4 separate regions of the Mus musculus genome follow, and all the other regions are linked to region 3. The links are chromatin contacts, called in public Hi-C and promoter capture Hi-C maps. All regions are on one chromosome and are shown on one strand. The core of a region is the stretch at or near the end of the contact, and the rest is flanking DNA. Distances in the headings are between cores, read along the strand shown.

The links. Promoter capture Hi-C pulls out the DNA fragments that hold promoters and counts their contacts. Hi-C and Micro-C count contacts between places; a contact is called where the count stands out from the background.
Region 1: a Hi-C map of myocytes shows a contact between it and region 3, with 4 times the contacts expected there. The contact joins the enhancer-like site here to the promoter of Samd4 in region 3. A contact is called at or near these places in 12 of 39 promoter capture datasets (3T3-L1-derived adipocytes, the C10 cell line, HPC-7-derived erythroid cells and 7 more), 6 of 484 Hi-C or Micro-C datasets (bone marrow-derived macrophages, embryonic fibroblasts, embryonic stem cells and 2 more), 25 of 115 datasets of contacts at active chromatin or transcription factors (the NIH/3T3 cell line, bone marrow-derived macrophages, cardiomyocytes and 17 more) and 3 of 9 other capture datasets (adipose tissue, liver and pancreatic islet).
Region 2: a contact with region 3 is called in a promoter capture Hi-C map of liver, with 4 times the contacts expected there. The contact joins the enhancer-like site here to the promoter of Samd4 in region 3. A contact is called at or near these places in 19 of 39 promoter capture datasets (the 3T3-L1 cell line, 3T3-L1-derived adipocytes, the C10 cell line and 12 more), 1 of 15 datasets of contacts at CTCF or cohesin (pro-B cells), 38 of 484 Hi-C or Micro-C datasets (the 63-12 cell line, the AML12 cell line, B cells and 27 more), 23 of 115 datasets of contacts at active chromatin or transcription factors (SST interneurons, T-cell acute lymphoblastic leukemia, bone marrow-derived macrophages and 17 more) and 4 of 9 other capture datasets (adipose tissue, embryonic stem cells, liver and 1 more).
Region 4: a Hi-C map of the N1E-115 cell line shows a contact between it and region 3, with 10 times the contacts expected there. The contact joins the enhancer-like site here to the promoter of Samd4 in region 3. A contact is called at or near these places in 6 of 39 promoter capture datasets (the C10 cell line, the HPC-7 cell line, cranial neural crest and 2 more), 1 of 15 datasets of contacts at CTCF or cohesin (pro-B cells), 2 of 484 Hi-C or Micro-C datasets (the C2C12 cell line and the N1E-115 cell line), 13 of 115 datasets of contacts at active chromatin or transcription factors (SST interneurons, embryonic forebrain, embryonic limb bud and 8 more) and 2 of 9 other capture datasets (adipose tissue and liver).

Annotation. Positions count from the first base shown.
Region 1 is chr14:47,030,108-47,033,973 of GRCm38.p6, reverse strand. The region is part of intron 3 of Samd4 (sterile alpha motif domain containing 4); the gene reads right to left. Among named protein-coding and RNA genes, the nearest start is that of Gm52121, 24 kb to the right of the region's middle. Within about 2 kb of position 2,248, at least 13 of the 459 cell types and tissues checked have an H3K27ac peak or open chromatin away from gene starts, as enhancers often do. A contact at or near this core is called in muscle stem cells, myocytes and pancreatic cancer cells, where this site is marked.
Region 2 is chr14:47,102,460-47,106,260 of GRCm38.p6, reverse strand. Samd4 (sterile alpha motif domain containing 4) reads right to left here. Exons shown (of 13, transcript NM_001037221.2): 13 at 444-3,801. The region is part of intron 3 of Gm10371 (predicted gene 10371); the gene reads left to right. Among named protein-coding and RNA genes, the nearest start is that of Gm10371, 12 kb to the left of the region's middle. Within about 2 kb of position 1,465, at least 80 of the 459 cell types and tissues checked have an H3K27ac peak or open chromatin away from gene starts, as enhancers often do. A contact at or near this core is called in B cells, CD8 T cells, the CH12 cell line and 11 more, where this site is marked.
Region 3 is chr14:46,881,241-46,884,693 of GRCm38.p6, reverse strand. It overlaps Samd4 (sterile alpha motif domain containing 4), which reads right to left and starts at 1,729. Exons shown (of 13, transcript NM_001037221.2): 1 at 1,526-1,729; 2 at 1-295. Gm34934 (a long non-coding RNA gene) reads left to right here and starts at 1,895. Exons shown (of 2, transcript XR_383407.3): 1 at 1,895-2,954.
Region 4 is chr14:47,126,948-47,130,627 of GRCm38.p6, reverse strand. No RefSeq gene overlaps it. Among named protein-coding and RNA genes, the nearest start is that of Gm10371, 13 kb to the right of the region's middle. Within about 2 kb of position 1,312, at least 5 of the 459 cell types and tissues checked have an H3K27ac peak or open chromatin away from gene starts, as enhancers often do. A contact at or near this core is called in the N1E-115 cell line, where this site is marked.

The DNA.
Region 1 (3,866 bases), core at 999-3,498, 150 kb before region 3:
GAGAGCTGGATGTGGTGGCACAAGCTAGTAGCAAGGCGTAGCTCCCTTGGGAGGTTGAACTAGGAGATCATAGGAGCTCTAGGCAAGCCTGGGACCCCTTACCCCATGTGATATGGTTCAGATTCTCCCCATCCCCATCCCAACTGAGGCCTGGACCAGAATTCTACCCTCACTAAGACCTTGACTAGCATTTCTTGCCTGTGTCCTTTTCTTTCTAAACAGCGGAAACTGGGCAGTGCCTAGAGATGCTTCTTTTAATAAGAGACTCCGGTAGTTTTCCATATTATCCTCCTGCTCCTTCTTAGCAGGCCTGCTCCAGGCTAACCATCTGTGTTTTCTGTTAGAATGCCGCTCTTTCCTCCACTCTCTTCCCAAGCATCTTCATGCCTCTGCTTTCTATACCTTTCTAAGTGGCTGGCCAGAGTGCTTGCCTGGACTCACTGAGTGGCGGAGCAGAGACTGTTTCCCTCGCCTGACCACAGCCCCCCACTTCCTGCTTCCAGTATCCAGGTAGCATTTCCTGGTTTTCAAATCCTTTTTTTTTTTTTTTTTAAATGTGAAGGAGGCCAAAGTACAATGAGAGCTTCTGAACGTACAGAGAGCATGGATTCTGGCAGGGGACCCAACCCAGCTTTGACCCCCACAGTGCTGAGCACTCAGTGCTGGGTGTTCAGTCTTGGTACTCTCTGGGATGGAGACTTCCCTGTCTTGTAAACGCAGAATGAAGGAGCAGAGTATGACCCTTAGTCCTTTCTAAAGGCTTGGGAATCCCTGGGAGTCTATGCTACTCAGAGCGACACGGGGGTAGATTGCTAACCCTTTCAACATGACATACTATTTTTTCCTGGAAACGCTCTGCATGCTCAGGACTGGTCACACTTCTGTGTCATGTATCTGTACATTAGTGAGTGACATTCTGCTACTTAAGGACTATTTTGATAAATCTGAATAATACTCTTACATTACTACAAATCATTCTTGTTTAGTAGTAGACTCAAAATCAGAACATTGATAGCTACCTTTACTTACTATTTATTCTTCCTTTAAAAAAATCAGATATGTTTCAAGTTATTTAATAAGACTTAATATGTTGCTGAAACAACCTTTGGGAGGGATCACGGTATTTACAGGATACTAGGTATTATTATTATTATTATTATTAATTTATGTGCACTTATGTGCATGTGTGCACACGGGCTCAAGGCTTGAGAGAGGGGTCGGCTCTCTGATGCTGGATTGCCAGGCAGGGGTGAGCTGCCCGCCTGATGTGAAGGCTGGGAACTGAACTCAGATTCTCTATAAGAACAATATGTGGTCTTAACCACTCAGCCATTTTCCTAGACAAATACTGGATTTTTCAAGGTTTTATAAGGGTCTTCTAATTTTTAATTGAGAATTTTATACTTGTGTATGTATTTTGATCAAACCTACTCCTCATTCCTTCCTCTCCAACTCCTCCCCCTGACCCCTGCCTAGTCTTAAAACCAGAACAAAACAAACAAAAAACCCATGACACCAATAGACATAAATGTGTTGATGAGGGGGTGGGGGTGGAGTTGAGCTCTAAAGTACTGCTAGCAACTAAGAAATGCCGAGAGCAGGAGAAACAGCCTTCCCTAGGGAAGGACACACCAGCTGGGGGTCAGCCCTTGAAAACACAAACGAACAAGCAGCATTATACAGATCAAGCAGTGTGTGTGTGTGTGTGTGTGTGTGTGTGTGTGTGTGTGTGTAAAGAAAAGGAGACCACGAATATGAGAGAGCAAGGAGGGGTATATGGAGGGTGGGTTTGGAGGGAGGAAAACGAAGGAGAAAATGATGTAATTGTATTATATCTCAAAAATAAAAGAAGAAAGGAATGCAAATGATACTGAGACAGAAGAAAATGTGGGATCATTAGAACTGTTCCATCTAATTAGGAGACCAAAGTTACCAGTGAAGAATCCACAGTTACTGTGGTTGGATCATTATGATGAGTCTGTATTTCAGATACTCACACTCAAAAGCAAGTCCGTGTGTGTGTGTGTGTGTGTGTGTGTGTGTGTGTGCACACACACACACACACACACACACACACACACACACACACACACACACACACACAGAAAAGACTAATTGCAAGCCTTAATGTCCCTGATCTAATTGAGAGGATAGACCAAATTTTGGGGCATGAGGTTGTGGCTGTGTCTTCTATGTATTGCTCATTCAACAGCTGACTAGCAGGGCCCTCACAGCTGCTGTGTTCTGACTCATTGGAGAAGAGGGGTGGAAGGTCCACTACCCCACAGGGTCATGTCACGAACAGTGCTGGGTTTCTAGCTTGTGGTCCTGTTGTGAGGGTTGTGGTGGCTTTGGCAGCAGGGCCTGTCTGGTGGGAGGAGGCCGTCAGGGTTGAGATGGTAAAGGTCAAAGCCAGGATTTGCTATCTGCCCTGTTCTCCTCCTGTCACGTGATCCCATCACCCCTCCCCTGACCTACCATGACAGACTATACCTTCTGAAACCATGAGACCCCCAATTCCCTTCTCCCTTAAGTTCCTTCTGTCGGGGCTTTCATCACACGACGAGAAAAGGAATAAAATTCTACACAAAAAGACTATGGAGCTCTGGGCTCTAGTGGTTAAGAGCACTAGCTGCTCTTCCAAAGGACTGGGTTCAATTATCAGCACCTACATGATGGCTCACAATCCCCTGTAACACCAGTTCCAGGGGATCTAACACCATTTTCTGGCCTCTGTGGGCACCAATTGTGCCCATGACACACTGACATACATGCAGGCAAAACACCCGTACACACAAGGTAAAATGATTTCTAAAAATTCACTGATGATGAAAGGGTGTGTACATATTCAAGCTTTAAGTTAAAGTGCTTAAGGTCTTATTCTTTATGGTTCAATGTTTTTAATGGCTATTACAATGAACACATCAATTTCCCATCCTGAGCAGGACCACTGAGAGGTCTTCTGATAAAAATTTATCCCCATCTAATATATGAATAAAAGAGATATTTAATAGTCAAATAACTTATCCATGACTATACCCCTAGCTATTGATCAAGAACACCTTTTTTGGGTATCGAAGAGACGGTTCGGTCATTGAGAGCACTTTTCCAGAGAATGGAGATTCAAACCCCAGCGTGCACATGGCAGCTACCATCCTTTTCTGAGGGCTCCAGTGCCCTTTCCTGGCCTCTCCAGGCACTGCACATATGTGGTACACAAACATACATGCAGGCAGAACACCTGTATATGTAAAATAAAGAAATCTAAAAACAGTAACAAAACAACACAAATCATTTTGTTATTTATATCCCGAATTTAAATATCTAAGATGTCACACATAGCCTTATAGTTCTCTTCATGGGACACTGCATGTAGCTTGTCTCTCAACATCTTATGTGACTAGTGGTGTCCTGTAGTGTAGCATGGGACACTTAGGGACACCCAGGGGGCCTTTAGATCACTTGAGATCCATTAGGGAGATTTTCACAAAGTCCTAGGTAGTTCTCATCAAGGCTTGACATAGAAACCTGAGCCTGGCCATGCCCAGCTCCTCCCTCTTCCTGACTGTCGTGTGATCATTTGTACACATGGTCTTGAGACTGCCATCTGCCATGATGTGGGACAGCCAAATGGATCCTCCCAGAACTGAGCCCAGGCAGGTGCCAAGCAAGCCCTTGAGCTTCCGGAACTACTGGAGGCTGAGTGAATTTCTTTGATAAACTAGCCTGGCTCACATACTTTTTCTTTTTGTTTTCTTTCCTTTTCTTTTCATTAGATATTTTCTTTATACACATTTCAAATGCTATCCCGAAAGTTCCCCATACCCTCCCCCCGCCCTGCTTCCCTACCCACTCATTCCCACTTC
Region 2 (3,801 bases), core at 216-2,715, 220 kb before region 3:
ATGTCATTATATTGGAGTTACAAGTGTTAGAATGGGGTCCAAACCACATGTAGGGGAAGTCCCAAGATTCCAAGGTGGCAGTTTCTATATGCTATGATAAAGGTGCAAGATGTGCCAAAGGCAGTCAAGTGAGGGAGGAAGTTATGGACCATGTAGTAGTTTGCATTTACCTTGGACAAAACATTCACTGGATATTCTGGGCACAGATCAAACCATGTTCATTCTGCTCATCCTCTCCCCAACCTGTCTCAGAAAGGAGTAGGCAGCTAATGGTGGGCATCACATGGTGTGGTCACATGGTGTGGTCACGTGGTATGGTCACGTGGGTGGAGTTCATGTTGGTTCTTCAGTGAGGGCTGATTTCTAAGAGACATTTTTTTTTAAATAGTTAATCATATTTACAAAAAGAGGAGAGAGAGTGAAAAGACACACGCATACACACCAGTGTTACAAAACCTTGTATTAATCATTTCCCTTCACTCTCAATATAACCATATGAAATATAGCCATGATTCTTATTTCTGTGGGAGGAAATGAATAATAAATACATTGTAGCAAGTTTAGACCACAAGGGTGTTGTCACTGATAACAACATTTGAAAACTGTACACTTGCAAAGAACAGCATGTTCAAACATTAGTGTATCTGCATCAGTAGAGCTTTCACATGTAACAAACATGCTCTTTCCATGTATGACAAATTTAAAAAATATGCATTGCTTGGCAACATGAACTAGGCAAAAATATTTCTTTGTTCACTAACTTTATACAGGAAACCAGGACAAAAGGCATGCATGTACAATACAGATGCCTGCACAGGGCATGCAACGAAAGGAAGCTCTTTGAAAGTCAGCTTGCGTTAGGCATAAATACATGAGGGTTATATATTAATAAGGGAGGAAGTCTCCTGTTTGCCATCACTAACACTCCTGCTTTCTTTTTGCTCCTCCCAGAGGGATACATATTTACCTTTAAGTCAAGATAAAGGATTAAAAAAAAAGTCGCTTTGCAAACATCTCTGATGAGTTGTAAAAAAAGAAAAGAAAAACAAACTGAAAAACAAAGCCAACACAGATATCATCACAGCTCTGTGTACAACTTATCCTTCTGCAGGTTCTGTTTATGATAGGCACACCTGAGCACCCTGGGTTCTCCCCACTCAGGCTAGAGAGGAAGGGCGCCCAACAGAATCCACTTTCCTCCCCTCCCTCGCTCAGCCCTCATCCCAGCTCTGGGGTGCACAGATCTACAAACCTTGCACCAGCGCTAGCTAGCTACTAGGCACAGAGGAAAGGAAGGCCCAGAGAAGACTCCCACTCTGTAAAAGGCAGCCAGCGACACCTCAAAAGAAACTCTGGTTTCCCTCAGTGTCGCATCGGGAGAATGGGAGGTGGGGCCCAGCTGCGGCTGGCTCCCGGCCTGGGTACCAGAAAGAGACCTTCAGCTCAACCCAGGCTGGGCGCTTGATGCAAATAGCAGCCCTAGGCAGGCAGGCAGGCGGGACCCACCGGCCACTACTTTGCTTGCTGGATTTGTGTAATAAGAAAGTGAAACTCAAAAAGCAGGTGGGGGTGGGGAACACACAAAACAAACCATCAGCAGCGTCGTGTTGTGTCTTGTATAGTTTGTGTTTCTTCCTACTGTTTTCTGGTAAGAAAACACTATGAACAAAAAAGCACCAATAAAACATCACCCCATGATATTGTAGACCAGCATTGTGTCTCAGACAGTGCAGACATGCTGCTTAAATCAGGGCGCCTGGGGTGCGGGTGGGGGCGGGGGTGGGGTGGGGTGGAGATGGGGAGAACCTATGCAGTGAAATAGACTTTACTCGGAAAGTTTCAAACCTTTACTATTTAATATAAAACAGCTGTGTTGGGGCGGGGTGGTCAATGGGTAAATACAAAAAAAGGCACTGCAGCTCACTGCTCAAGGCCTGACTTCACAGCCTCAGGCATGCAACTGCTCGACTCTTTTTAAAATTTTTTTTTATAAATAAAATTTCTTTGCTTTAGGATTTTTAAATTGAGCTGTATACCTGTAGTCAACACAGGACTCAAATCAAGGTGGGGGGGGGGAGGTTCTTAAAAATCATCAGAACACAACTTAAAAAATAAAAATAAAAACACTAACATAGCAAACCACAACTAAGTAGATAAATCTATACAGTCAATGAAAAATAAGCTTTTCTTTTTTTCTTTTTTTTTTTAAAAAAAGAATTCTGTTGTTACTAATAACAGACTTTATCATGGGTACCAGCCATAGCGAGTTAATAAGTGACATATCCAAAATAATATCTCTAATAATCAGATAACCATTGCTTCTATATTCAATGAAGGAATAAATAGAAATTCAGATTTGCAAATATACTCTATGGTCTTCTTCCTCTTAAAAGATTCGCACTCGTGTGATTGTGTTCACAAACTGGTTTCTGAATATCCCATGACCTTATGGGTACGTGCGTTGCGTGTAGCGGACTTAAACACCTTCTCTTTCCTACAGGATGAGGAGTCCTATTGTTCCTCTCTGTTAACCTTTCCAGCATCCTCCAAACACTTCCTCAGACCCTCTGGCCTTCCCTTTGGCCTTCGACATTTTAACCTGTTCTGCCTGACATGGGATCCTCCATCCCAGCTCCTTCCCCAACACTGAGCTTGGAAAGGGACACGAGGGATGAATGTTAATGGCACTTGGTTAAAAAAAAAAAGTCTATCTATCTACATATAAAAATTAAACATGCTGCCTCTTTCTGCACGTGAATTTGCATCTTCAAGACTGGGTCACCCAAGGAGTGTCCTGCATCTTTTGTTTCTGGTGTTGTTATAAAGTGCTGATTGGGGTGATGATCCAAGTCGTCCATGATCACTAAAAGCTCAACCTTCTTAAGGTGTCCTTGGCCCTGCACTGTAAAAGGACTTCGAAATCTCTGTTGTAGCATCCAAGGCTCGGCTCGGTTGTCCACCTGTAATCTTGACAGGCAAACACAGTTGTGTGGATTTTTATTAAGGCCTTTAGAATCTGTGTGCACTTCATTAACTTGAAAAAAAAAATAACCATAGGCAAGGTCATTTGCATGGTCTGGTTTTAAATGTCACTTTTTTTTTTTTTTTTAAAGAGGAATCTGTCTTACCCATTTACTAGACAGGCCTTATATTATGTTCTAGATCATGCCTCCGGCTACTCACTCATACTGTCACATTTACGCAGCTAATTCTCCAGTGTGGCACATAATTTCTTTTGGATTCCCTCTGATATCCTCCATTGCATTAAATTCTGAACTATTCTTTGTTGCCCTTAAGAAATAGATCTATTCCCACACGGTGTTACAGTTAATCTCGAACTGTGTAATGTACGTGTGAGGGTTTTCTCTTTTCTGTGCGTGGTTGGATAAACCATCCCACAACACAGCAAATCTCTGACTCACATGCATAGAGAGAGCAACCACTTCTCTCAGGAACTTAACCTTTCCTGCTTCTGTTTCCATTGTCCCCTCTTCCTCCCATGGTGGAGCTGGACCACGGGGACCTATTGCATCTCTGCATTCTCTCTGTGACACTACTGCTGGGCCATTCTCCTTTGGCAGAGATGGAGTGAGAAGAGATAAGACTCCCAGGCCTAGGCTCCTGCAAAGTCTCCATCACAGATGTTTCAGTGTCAGGCTTCATGCAAAAGAAAACCATCAACCCCTGTCTTTCCTTCTCTAGAGGGACTGTTATCCACGTGTGTGTCTGTGGAGGGAGACCGGGGCTGGTAGGATGGAGCCTGTGGGGAGGGTGGGAAGCAAAAAACAGGTCTTGCGTGGG
Region 3 (3,453 bases), core at 480-2,979:
TGCAGGTACTGACTCTGCTCCTGCCTTGCTCTCCTCTCTCTATCGGTTCAGTTACGTTCTGGTGGTTCTGGTTGATTCTCCAGAGACGATGACAGACAGTAGCGCGGAGATATTTTAAAAAAAAAAAATAGCGATTAAAAATGTAAATCCCTCGCAAGGCACAAAACTGAATGAAGATCGCTCCTTCCCCTTTTCTCGTAGCTTCAGGATGGTGATTTCCGGCGTCCTGGGGTCTCCTCCCCGCTGGGCGGCAGCTCGGACCCTTCACACCCGCATTCCCAAGCGGCAATCACTACTGAAAGGACAGAAAAAGCTGCAGTGAGACCTCGGCACGCGGACTGGAGCGTCTAGGGGGATCCGGGAGTGAGAGGGAGCTCGGTAGGGGGTGTGTGGAAGCCAAGGCTGGGGGAAGGGGTGTCCCGCGAAGGGAAGTCCCCTAAATTCCAGCCGGCCTCTCCACACTCGGATGCGCGAGCTGAGCTATTGCACACTTCCTTCCCAGGTGCGGGAGGAGACCCCGCGGCTTCCTGTTGCTGCGGCTGTGACCCGCAAGTGCTCCCTGCACACCCCACCCGGAGTGGCCTCTGGGGCTGTGTCTGCGAACGCCAGCACCAGCAACAGATCCTCCCCGCGCTGAAAACTTGCAATGCGGCTGTGAAGGGGCGCGGGGGTGGGGTGGGGGCTAATGCAAAGCAGAGGCGGTGTCAGAGGCAACCAGGGTTCCAGCCTCCTCCTCCTCCTCCTCCTCCTCCTCCTCCTCCTCCTCCTCCTCCTCCTCCTCCTCCCCCTCCTCCTCCTCCTCCCTCCTCCTCCTATTCCTTCCCTCCTATTCCTTCCCTCCCTCCTCCCTCCTCCTCCTCCTCCCGGAGAAGCAGCCGTACGGCTGCAGCTCCATCTACAGCAACAGCCAGCATCTCCGCCGCCAGGCTCCCCTCTGGATTTAGGCCGTGAGCAGCCGCAGCGACAGCTCGAGACAAAAATAAACTCTCCCTATCCAAAGCTCGGCGCGGCTCAGTCAGAGCCCTCACTCCCCAGCGCCGCGCCAGCCCACCCGGGAGGTTTCCCTGGGCCTGCTTGACCCACGACCATCAGATGTGTGTGCGCGCGCGTGTGATTTAGGCATCCTGCCCCCGGTCCCCGCCGCCGCCTGCGGGCCGGAGTGTCCTCGCCCTCCGGTCCCAGGCCCAAGGCGATGCGGTTGGGGGCGCACGCCTTACGCAGGGACCGCGGGAGCCCGTATCACGGCTTTCCCAGGCGGCAGGGCGGACCCCGAGGGAAATGCAGATTCCTCCCTTCCGCACACGCCCCCCAAGGACCTCAAAGAAGAAAAGTTAGGTTTAGGGGCTCTATCGTCCCATCTCAGCTCCCGTGGCGAGGCGAGCAGAGACTAAGCGCCGGACCCTCTGGGGGCCGCTCGCTTCCAGCATCTGACACCCAGAACTTCTGGGTAGAAGAGCGAAGCCCCCGGGAAAGGGTCGGAGGAACCACTGGGTGCCTCGCCCGGGACAGCAGAAGGGACGCTCACCTCCACGCAGCTCATCCCTGCGGCTCGGGGCCCTGCGCGCGGGTCCGGGGCCGTAGCAGCAATCAGTGGGGTTGGGGGCGCTCGGAGCGCGGGCTGCGGGCCATGCCGTCGGGGCTGGCGGCGCGCGGAGAGGGCAGCGCTGCGGGTTCGGGGCGCTATCGCTGCCGCCACTGCTGCCTCCAGTGTCGGCTCGCGAAGGACTGAGCCGCCCGGAGCTCCCCACATGCTACTGATTAACATACACCATTACATCATGGGCTTGGCAGGGAGCGCCCGAGCGGGGGGAGAGGAACCCGGGCGGCGGCGGCGGCACGCGGGGGAGTCGGGGGAGGGGGGGAGGATCCCCGGGCCCGGCGGGCGGCGGGTTGGGGGGAGGGACGGATTCCTAAGCCCGGGCCATAGAGGAGGAGGGAGCCAAGTGGGAGGAGCGGAAGAGCGCAGATTGGAAGATCTGCGTAGAGAAACACAGAAGTTTGGGGAAGGGGAGGGGTCCGGGTGAATTCCTCTCGGCTGCCACCCGCGTGTTCTACAACGGCCAGGGCACCGGAGCCTCCGGAGCTGGGACAGGAGTGAATCCCAACGGAGCTGGACTGGAGCGAGAACGGTGCTGCCACCCGCCGCTCGCCCTTGGGAATGTGGCTCCCCAGGTCCAGTGACCCTTTGGCCTGGGACCTGTGGGTGGCTGACTGGTCCCGTGGGTGACTGACTGGTGTAGACCGTAAACACCCGGAGTCACTGTCTCTGGGGGCTTGGACGGATTCCTGGGGTCTGGGACGCATGAAGTAGCAGAGGGCGGCGAAGGGCACAACGCGCAGGGCTAGATGTGTCTGGCCGCGGTGCTCCACGAGGCCCTTGTCTAGGAGAAGCAAGCAGAGCCTGGTCGATCACCCTCAGCCCAAGTCCGGCGCTGGATGCCCTTTATTTTTGCAGTCCTCCATACCCGCCTCAGGCCTCGCTTTCCCGAGAGGAGGAGGCGGACTTCGGGAGCCTGATCTCAAGCTATGCTTGGCGCGCGGCTGTGGCTTGTGGCCTGGAGCTGTGGCCCCAGGCGCCCTGGGCGACGGGGAGGCGTGGCGAGACCACCTGTCAGCACCACGGAGTTTGGGGGACGCGGCTTTCACCTGTGCCTGCAGAGGGCGGGGCCAGAGGCTGGGCCGGGATTTGTCGCTGGAAGCTCTAGGTCGCCTACTATAAAATGCTTGCATGGGTCAATTACCCAAAAGAAGGGTTGACTAAAAATACCCTAAAGCCTAGACATTTCTGCATCTTCTAATGCGAACGGTCACAAAGGGACTGGCCAAAATCCAGCCTGTTTCAGAAGAAACACCGAGCCTTCGAATTTGTTTTCCAGAGACTTGGGAGCATTTATAAACGAGAGCTGGAAAAGCAAACGTGGGTCTGCCCTGCTCTAGCTAGCACAGTTTTAAAGGTAAAGTGTCCAAGGCCTTATTCCTCCACCTTTCAGCTCCCACACTAGCATCTGGATTTCCAATCCTTTCTTCTACCCTGCTCCTCGGATTTCATGTCTGTCTCGTGTAGGTCCTGTCAGTGTGACAACACCTCCCATCTCTTAGGGTAGTGAAAGGGCTTGTGGGGAGGCACAATGTTTTGCCAATGTTTCCATCACAACCGAGTGTGTGAAGTTTTTAAAGTTCATTATTAACCACCTAGGGGAGGTATCCGCATAACTTGATGAATAGTTTGCTCTATTTAGGAAACACTAGTCCCGGAGTCAGTGTTTGACTTTTGATTTTTTTTTAAATTATTATTATCAAAGAAGCAGGACAGCTTTATAGAGTCCCCGCCCCCCCCCAACCCCCAGCTATTCCTTGGTAGTACTTCTGCCAGGAAATGGGGAAGACACTGAGAGATGGGACCACGCGGTGCTAACTCAGCCAAGGTTTTTAGACGTACCCCAATGGACTGTT
Region 4 (3,680 bases), core at 63-2,562, 250 kb before region 3:
AGCCCAGTGAGAGCCCAAATAGGCAGGTTTAACCATGAAGGACATTAGATAACAAATGTGTAAAATTCTGACTAGAAATGATTGGACATTCAAGGTGGGAAAGGTTGAAAGTAAAGAAAATACTCCACATAACATACAAAATAAAATAAAGGTGGGTGAGGTGGCATACACCTGTAGTGCCAACAGGTGGGAGGCAAAAGCAAGAAGATCAGGAGTTCAAAGTCAACCTCAGCTACATAGTCAGGTTGAGGCCTAGATACATGAGACTCTGTCAGTCACACATACATAGACACATACAGACACACAGACACATGGACACACAGTAAAAGACAGATACACACATATATACACACATACACAGGCAGATACACAGACACACATACAGATACACAGACAGACATAGACACACAGACACACACACCATATACAGATACATACACAACAGACACATACAAAATACCACATATAGATACATATACATACACCAGATACACAGACATAGACAGACAGACAGACAGACAGACACACACATACCACATACAGACACACATACACATACATGCATGCGCGCACACACTGCATGTCTTTCATTGTCACCTGTCTAGTTTAGGTGGCCATCTTGCTCTGGTTGATCCTGATGCTGCTTAAAGAACTGGGATTACAAATGAACCACCGTGCACACCGGCATTGATGTGGGCTCTGAGGACCCAAACTCCAGTCTTCACACTTGCCCAGAACTTCTTTTTCTTGTTGAACTGAGATATCTCCCAAACCCCAGGACACAAGAACAATCAAGCAAACCTTTTTTCAGTATTGACAAGGCCGTGTGCATTCTTTCTGTCTCAAGTTGTCTTTTACCCTCTCACCAATGCAATCCCAGCTGATCTCCCACAGCTGGGCTCAGCCATCCTCCATCTCAGTGTGCAGAACGTTAGGACTGGGGGCTTGTGCTACTAACCATACACACACACACACACACACACACACACACACATATTTGTCAGTTTGAAAGGTAATATCCTGGATTATGTGAGGCTGAACATCCTTGTGGCGAACTGGCTGGCAGGGCTATTTCGAGCTCCCTGGTTTCCAGACGGTGGAGCTTAAATGATGTTAGTTAGCACTTACAAAGATGAAATTGGGGTGTGCTGCCAGGCAGCAGAGGGCTGTTAGAGCCCTCACTATTAGCCTTCAGAGCCTAAGACTCATCTTCCTAAGTGTCTGTTTTCAATCATTCTTGAGTGGGGCTTGTAGGCTGAGGCTGTTTGGCTGGGCTAGGCCTGTAGCTGGCAGGAAAAGCAGGACTCAACAGGCTTAGTGGTTGGGCTGCAGTCATGGGCTTGGCCAGCTCAGGGGTGGGTTTTCTATACTGCTAGCCTTGGTTTCTTTCTCCCCATCACTTATGCAGACAGACAGATGGCCACAGCTCCCACTGGGTTTTGGTGGGTCTCCTCTCTTCAGTGATGCTGCTCTGGGTCTGAGACTGGGGACAAGTGGCTTAGTAAACACTACTCCTTGGCTATTGTTTTCAGGGGACCCTATAGAGGATAGGGGAGAGGGCAGCACAGGGGAGCCCAGTATTGAAGTGACCATCACAGGCAGGAATATGCTCTGGATTAGACAGACGTGCAGATGCTCGCTGGTTTGGGAGAGGGAACCATCAGTGCTGGGCTTTGACGGCAAGTTGGTGATCTGTGCTTCTTTAATGATGTGTGGGGCAGTGAACTGTGCCACCAGACAGAAAACCCGGCAAGGTTGAACGGATTCAGGAACCCCAGCAATTCTCATGATTGAGAATGGCAGGCTTTTAAATCTACTCCTGACCAGGTTCATATATATGTCCATGGAGAGGACTGTGATAATCAGTCATGTAGGGACAACACCCGAAGCTTCTCCACACACAGAAGAGGCATTCCTAACATCTCACACCAAGCCAATGGAAAGCATCTGCCTCTAGAATCCCGTCAGATCAGGTCCCGTCCATGAGGAATAAAGTGCGCCAAAGATCATCTGCGAGTTCCTGTCTTACTGAGCTCCAGGGAAGAGCTTTCTCTCCTGACACTTTCTTCACTGGACCTCTGCCTGGCCCAACCAGCCAGGTGTGCAAGCCTGAATGCAGCCACTTCCTGCTCAGTGGTCTTGGCCTTGGCCCCTAGCTGCCCACTGTGTCTTGCCACCTGCCACCAACTCAGGAGCACTTTCAGCCTCAAGGGGTCCGGCCAGAGACCTATGGATTCCCGCTGACATCACCCTGTACATAGACCCACAACGATGCATGGGAAAGCGTCTTTAGTACCACTTGTTACAGGTGAAAGATGCTGGAACTGACCTGGTTACAGGAAGACGAGGCAGGGTATGCTTAGCCAGTAAGGAGGTTTGAGTATGGTTGGCCTAGGGAGTGGCACTATTAGGAGGTGCATTCTTGTTGGAGTAGGTGTGCCCTTGTGTCGCTGTGGGAGGCGGGCTTTGAGACTCTCCTCCTAGCTGCCTGTGAGCCAGTCTTCTATTTGCCTTTGGAACAAGATATTGAACTCTCAGCTCCCCCTGCACCATGCCTGCCTGGATGCTGCCATGCTCCCAACTTGATGACAATGGACTGAACCTCTGAATCTGTAAGCCAACCCCTATTAAATGTTTTCCTTTATAAGAGTTGCCTTGGCCATGGTGTCTCTTTACAGCAACAGAAACCGTATGACAGCCAGTTTCAGTAAATGAAATGCTGAACAGAACTCCAGGGGCCAGGAAGTCTGAGGGTTACTGGTTTCTCTCTAGTCAGGATAGGAAGGGGAAGCTGCTTCCACAAAGGCTGCCTTAGCCCCTTCATGACCTCCAACTGCTGGGTGCTTCCTAAGCGCTCCAGGGAGAGCGAAGGAGGCTAGAAGCCTGTATTAAAAAGGCTCACAAGGTACCACAATGCCTTGGGGATGAAGGTTTTCCAGATCAAGTCATAGCACTCCTGAATGGTACACAGATCTCTCGAAATCAGAGGCTGAGAGTATGGAGTGCTCTGGTAGGGACTTACCTCAAGCCTCAAAGATACAAAGATACAAAGTTTGTCGTGGCCAGAGAAGAGGTGGGAGGAGAGAGGGTGACCCACGAAGTTGGCTGCTGTGGAGAGGGCAACCATTCCTTGGAAGAAGTTGGAGGATTCTGGTTAAATTTACAGTGTGCTAACATTATTTATTATATTCAAGTAGCCGGTGTGTTTTTCATAGTGCTCTTTAATAATCTGATTTATTTTCATAACACATGTTTCTACTGGTTTGTTGAACTTAAGTTTCTCAGGATTGGAACAAACCACTCAGCATCACGGGAAGGTATATTTTATCATAGGTATGTGGGGAAAGCTAAACAGCACAGGCTGTAGTGGTAAGGTTCTGGAGCTGGGTGTGGAACCCTAGTCTAAGTGGGGGCACTGTGAGGGCACTGATGGTCTGGTGTGGCTGAGAGAGGGTCTCGGACCTTGGTAGGCACCACTGTAGGGACTTATCTCCCAGTCCACCTCAGAGCTATCAAGGCGTTTTCTGTCCCAGGACCCGTGTGTAAAGCTGTTGTCTTTGCTGCGTGGGCTATGGCAGGTTGTCTAAGCTCTACAGACCATATGGATAGTAACAATGTCCACATCAAGAACGGTGTGAAGATCCATCACTCCATCAATAAAGCACACTCAATGCATATTG